Linked DNA regions of Ovis aries: region 2 is linked to region 1. A link is a contact called in public Hi-C data. All regions are on one chromosome and are shown on one strand. Each heading gives the region's core, a stretch centred on a gene start, on an enhancer-like site or on the middle of the called end of the contact. The rest is flanking DNA. Distances are from core to core; before and after follow the strand shown. Region 1 has its middle 73 kb from the start of SYNPO. Region 2 has its middle 28 kb from the start of SMIM3.

Region 1 (3,244 bases), core at 78-2,577:
TAAGAGATTTCTGTATTAATTTTGTATCCTGCAACTTTACTGACTTTACTGATACTCTAACAGTTTCCTGGTACTATCTTTACGATTTTCTACATATAATATCCTGTCATCTGCAAACAGGGACAGTTTTTTTACAGTTTGAATTCCTTTTTTCTTCTCTGACTGCTGTGGTGAGGACTTCCAAAACTATGTTGTATGAGTGGCAAGACATCCTTGTCTTGTTCCTGGTCTCAGAGGAAACGCTCAGCTTTTCACCACTGAGAATGCCGTTAGCTGTGCATTTTTGGTAATGTCCTTTATCGTGTTTAGGTAGGTTCCCTAACGCCCGCTTTCTGGAGAGTTTTTATTGGGAGTGGATGTTGCAGTTTTCCAGAAGCTCGCTGCGGGCTTCTCGCTGCTGGGGCTCCTCTGGTTGCAGAGCGTGGGCTCCGGGGCCATGGGCTTATTAGTCGTGGTATGTGAGCTTAGTTGTCCTGCAGCATGTGGAATCTTCCTGGACCAGGGACTGAACCCGTGTCCCCTGCATTGCCAGGCGGATTCTTAGCCACTGGACCGCCAGGGAAGTCCAGTCTCTAGACCTGCAGTTCTATCCGGATTTTCTCTTTCTTCTTGAGTCAGTTTTGGTAGCTTGGGTAGTCCTAGGAATTTGCTCATTTCATCTATTTGTTGACATGCAGTTCATAGTATTCTTTTATGATCCTTTGCATTTCTGGGAAGTTGGTACTTGAGGGGATGTATATTTTGAGGGGTCATTCTCAGTGTCCTAGATCACCTAACCGATTTGATTTCAGGGGTCCCAGAGAGAACAATCACACGTGATGAGTTTTCCCGTTGGGCGTTCCTCTTGGCTCTTCAGCCCCATCCTTCTCAGCCTCAGGACAAAGGTGGCAGTGCCAGACCCAGGCCAAGGCATGGGAGCCGCCAAAGTCGGGTGCCTAGAACTGGATCAGTCTTTACCGAGTGCTCAGTGTGGAGCAGGCCTTACTCCTCACAGCAGCCCTGGCACCTGCCACCCATCACTGTTCCCATTTTACCAATAAGACAGCCTCGGGGACATAAGGTACTTGCCCAAGGTCACAAAACCAGTGTGGACCTATTTGAAATCAGGTCTGCTATCTGTGCATATTTCAGCAACTATGCTACACAGCCTCTTCCCTTCCCAAGGGACAGCTCCCTAGAACGGGGAACAGCTCCTAGAGAACTTAAGCTCCAGCTTATCCCTCCCTCCCTCCTCCTCCAAACGTTTGATAGAGTGGAGCCCCCTCCGTGCCTATACCAGAGTCTCCATCCACTGCTGAGAAAGCAGCAAAACCTGCCACACAGTGTCCAGTACCAGGGAAGAAGCACCGTGCAGAGCGTGCATGAGCAGGGCAAGCCAGCAGAGGATGTGCGTGTACTGAGCTGTCACATTTGAAAAATAATTTCCGGAAAGATCCAGAGACACTGGTGGTAGTCGTTCCCTTGGAGAGGTGCGGGTTGGGGTGGGTTAGAGGTCAGGGGGGTGGGGCTGCTGTTTAGAGCTGGACTTAGGTCTCACTGTAGGCGGTGTTGTGCTTGCTTTATACTCATGGGTGGAACACACACACACTTTTAAGTGCTCAGCCTATAGACGGGCAGGGGCAGGCTCAGTGCGTTCTCCCCAGTCTGACTCATGACAGGAGGCAGGACCACCCGGGGGGCTCAAGGCAGTGGAATCTCACAGACCAAGGACTCCCAGCTCTGTGATCCTGGCAGAATGATTCAACCCCTCCGAATCTCAGACTCCTCATTTACATAGTGGGAGTAAGGATAATACCTACCTCAGAGGGTTGTGGCAAGGATTAGAGAGAGCGCACTTGACGAGCAGAAGGCCTCCCTGACAGACTGAGAAAGTTTTTAATTAATCCTGTCGTTGAATTATTTATAGTCTCATTACCTCACCACCATTGATCACCAGCCCAGTCTTCCCAGAGGAGGTTCAAACCAACTCTAGTTTGTCAGAGGGTGGGGCGACAGTGTCCCCTGGTGGACACGGTCTGAACTGTGCCAGATAAATTTGACCCATTAGAGAAAACGCAGGGGTCAAAATTCAGCTTTATTTCTTCCCTTTTACCCATCAATATTTCAGCATGTACTACTTAAAAACAAAGATATACTCTTACATAACAGTATAATAAATAGTATTATCCAGTCCACACAAAAAATATTCACATTTTGCCAACTGTTAGTATGGTGTTCTTTACAAGTAACTCTTTTCCTAGTCTAGGAACTCTCCTGGATTATAAATGATGGTTGATTTGCCAAGGCTCTTTAGTATCTTTAGCATCCTTTAATCTCCTTGAACCATTTCTTAGCCTTTCTTGACCTTCCATGACCTCAACCATTTTGAGAGTTCAGGCCAGTTATTTTGCAAAAATGTCCCTCAATACGGATGTGCAGCTGCTGCTTCTTGGGTAGATTCACGTTATGAATTTCACAGGTGCTAGGCTGGGTTTGTCCCAACACTGATGTTCACTCCAACTCCCTAGTGTGAGCATGTGGAGCCGAGTCACCCACAGTCACACAGCGAGTCAGGATCCCCAGGTCAGGAGCCTGACAGGTGCTCAGGATTCCTGCAGCAAGGCAAGAATTCCCCCCACAGCCAGGGCCGCCTCTGGCCCTGCGTGTTGGGTGCCTGTGGGCTGGGAGAGCAGCAGGGCTGTTTTTACGGTGAGCATCCCACAACAGTCCTGCTCTCTGGACTTCATTTTCTGCTTTGCCCATTTCTGTTTCTTAAAGTCCCCTTTATGACATTTTCATTCCACAAATGATACATACATCTCTCTTTTTAGTAGAATACTTGGGACAAAGCTGAAGCCCCCTTTGAAAGCTTCCCCCTCCCCATTTCCTTCTCCCTCAGAAGTAGCCAGTTATCAGCTCAGTGTGAGAGCGAGCTAGCTACATTGCCAGGAAAAACAGTGCAGAATGGCCTAAGTAGTCGGAGCCAGCAGAGCATGTACGTGTACTTAGCTGTGTGGCAACCTCTTTCCACAGATGGTCACATTCTTCAAATTTCCCTGGATGGGGACCTGGGGCCTGAGCTATTCATTCTCTCCTCCATCACCATGTTCCAGCATGTGGCCATAGCAGTGGCTATTTAGCCAATGCTCTGGATGGACATCGAAGCTGTTTCCAGGGCTTCTCTGAGGGAGTACCCATTTCCAGGATCTGACACTGCCCCTTGGGCATGATGCTCCCTGAGTAAGGACTCCTCACGTGGGAGATG
Region 2 (3,148 bases), core at 49-2,548, 270 kb before region 1:
TCTAAATCTCTTTATGTATATACCTTATTTGGTATTCACATATACCATTTAGAGGTTCATACTATTAATATCATCATTTTAATCTTACAGATGATGAAACTGAGGCCCAGAGAGTTGCCCAGGGATCACAGCTAATAGCTGCAATAGCCTGTGGATGAAAGCAAGGCCATCTGGTTCAAGGTCAATGTTTTCAACTACTAAATCACACTGAACATGAGTTGAAAAACCATAACTTAGCAAATCCAAAAATTCAGGAGTTAAATGAAAAAATGAGAATTAGAGATATAATTAAAGAAAAACTGAAGTGTTGGAAGAAATGGAGATAATGACAATAGGGGGCATTTACAGACATACTGACAAAGTGTGTGTTGAAGCAGAACTAAGGGGTGATCTGCAGCTACGAGGCAGTCCCCCCTCCCTTTGCGGCCTTGCCCACCACTCTGCCCGCCTCCTCCCCCTTGACTGCCTGCATTCAGAGGCTAGTCTCCTGCCTCCACCAGTTTTAATTACTGCACTCTTCCTGATCAGAGCGAGATTCATCCCAACCTCTCTTTGAGCTAAACATTGTGCAGAGTCCTCTCAGCTTCTGTTTTCTGGGAGTCCAGTTGTAATTGAATTAACTCATGTTTTGAGAGCCCAGTGTGTGTCATCAGTGACTGAGGACTCCTGTCCCCCACCTTCCCATCAGTAGCTGGACATTCACCATCTGATCATATCTGATGAATATACTGCAATTGAGATCTCTTTGGGTTGTGTTATTATTCACAGTATTGAAACTTTAGTTCACAGAAATTCACAAAAAAGTAACTTTATGTGCTTGTAAGAAATGATAGGCCTGGCTGAAATAATTTCTTCAACTCCTTAATGGTCATCATTTCTTCTTGGTTCAGGGACTGGTCAAGGATCTTTAGTATAAGTGTGCCCTCCCCCCAGAAAAATTCAGTATCCCAAAGCTCCGCACATGAGAGGGATTTGTGAAAAAGGCTACTCTCAGAGGTCATCATATAGGAGTCAATGAACTTATTCTGTCTCCAGACAAAAACAGCAGCACCCCTCTGCTGGAAGCTGTCTCAGGGTCCTGAAGGTGAAGGATTACAAGTTGCAGGGCTGAGCTTCAAGACTTCGGGAGATGACTCCACAACCTGCCACTTTTCAGGCAGCCTCTCTAGACCTAAGTGGCTGGATACACCCAGCAAGAAATACAAAGAGAAAAGCAATTCCTCCCACCTCCACAGGAGGAAGAATGAGGAGTGGCTTGAACTTTGGTCCATAGAACAGAAAACCTCCAGCACCTACTGCTGCCAAATACAGTGTACTTGGGCCTAGACTCTCAATGGCAGGGACAGCCCTGAAGCACCTTCCAGTGCTGGGCCCAGGAGCTCGCAGATGTCCTCCTGATAAAGCACTAAGCTGCAGTGAGAGCTCCGGGAAAAGACCAGGAGCAGCATGGAACGTCTGTATCTTCAGTTTGGAGTTTCAATTTGATACACAGAAGTCTAAGGACACTTAGAGTTATTAGGGTGGGGATAACATGTTTCGTCTGGATCTTCTCCAAGCACAATGAAGAAAACCAGTCCATTCAAACAGACATTCACTTATTGATAAACATTACAGGCCTGATATGGGTATTGCTTAAATAATTTCTATTCAGTGAAACTATTCTCAACCGACACAAAAGGGAAAAAAGCCACCAGCTGTAAGAATCCAGACTTCAGTTGCTGGAAGCAGAGGGCTTTGTTCATCCTACATGGCATGAGAGGAACCAGGGAGGAGAGCAGGGCTAAGTGTAACCCCAACCAAATACTAGCTGGGATTTCTCGTGTGTGGACTCCTAATTTTATATAAAAATGCAAAAAATGTAGAAAAGCCAAAACAGTTTTGAAAAAGAAGTTGGGAAGATTTATGCCACTTGGCTTCAAGGTATTAATATAATTTGAGATGGATCATAGACCTCAGTGGAAAACCATGACCATAAACCCTCTAAAAGGAAATACAGCAGAATAGTTTCATAGCCGTGGGATAGAGAAGGATTTCTTGGACAGAACACAAGAAGCATGAACCATAAAATAATTATTCTGTTAGGTTTTATCAGAATTAGCTGCTGCTGCTGCTAAGTTGCATCAGTCGTGTCTGACTCTGTGCAGCCACATAGATGGCAGCCCACCAGGCTCCTCTGTCCCTGGGATTCTTCAGGCAAGAATACTGGATTGGGTTGCCATTTCCTTCTCCAATAGAAGTCTGCTAATCAAAGCACCATTCAAAAATTAAAAGACAAGCCACAAGACAAGGCTGAGAGAAAATATTTGCAAAACCTGTAGCAACAAAGAACTTGCATGAGACTATATAAAGAATACCTAGAAATCCACAAAAAGCCCAATATTTAAAAATAACCAAAAAACTTGAACTATTGAACAGATACTTCAGAAAAGAACAGTAGTTTAATAAACTTATAAAAAAGTGCTCAGTATTTTCAGTCAATGGAGAAATGCAAATTAAAACCACAGTGATATCTCATTTCACAGAAATGATAAAATCAATGGCTAAAAAAATGACTACACCAAATGCTGACAAGGATGTAACTCTGTTGGAACTCTCATACATTGCTGGTAGGAGTATAAAATGTACAGCCACCTTGAAGATCTGCCTGGCGGTTGGTTATATAATTAAATTTACATCTTACCCTATGACCAAACAGTTCTACTCAGGCATTTATCCAAGAGAAATTAAAGCATGTTCACAAAAAGATTCAAACAAGAGTGTTAATAGTCCGGTTCATAATAGCCCCAAATGGGAGCCAAACTAAATGTCCATAACGGTAAAATGACTAATGTTTCTACAAAAGAAGCAGATTTTATATTTTTTAGACAATTTGTGAGGAATTGACAGGACAAACTTAGGCTTTGCTTGTTGTTGTTTAATTGATAAGTCGTGTCCGACTCTTTGTGACCCCATGGACTATAGCCTGCCAGGCTTTTCTGTCCATGGGATCTCCCAGGCAAGAATACTGGAGTTGGTTGCTATCTCCTTTTCCAAGACTTTGTTTATTTAGTGCTTAATTAGTGAAGAATCTAAACAGATTTGGGGCTTGGCTTAGTGAGTTAAAGAGGTAAAAGGGTTTGTTCACATAGCCTTCTTGGCCTGAATTCCT

Evidence for each region. A called contact is a pair of places that touch in the nucleus more often than the background predicts.
Region 2: a Hi-C map of retroperitoneal adipose tissue shows a contact between it and region 1, with 4 times the contacts expected there. The contact joins two enhancer-like sites. A contact is called at or near these places in 11 of 16 Hi-C or Micro-C datasets (blood, liver, mesenteric adipose tissue and 5 more).

Annotation. Positions count from the first base shown.
Region 1 is chr5:59,664,729-59,667,972 of ARS-UI_Ramb_v3.0, reverse strand. No RefSeq gene overlaps it. Among named protein-coding and RNA genes, the nearest start is that of SYNPO, 73 kb to the left of the region's middle. Within about 2 kb of position 1,327, at least 30 of the 54 cell types and tissues checked have an H3K27ac peak or open chromatin away from gene starts, as enhancers often do.
Region 2 is chr5:59,929,976-59,933,123 of ARS-UI_Ramb_v3.0, reverse strand. No RefSeq gene overlaps it. Among named protein-coding and RNA genes, the nearest start is that of SMIM3, 28 kb to the right of the region's middle. Within about 2 kb of position 1,298, at least 6 of the 54 cell types and tissues checked have an H3K27ac peak or open chromatin away from gene starts, as enhancers often do.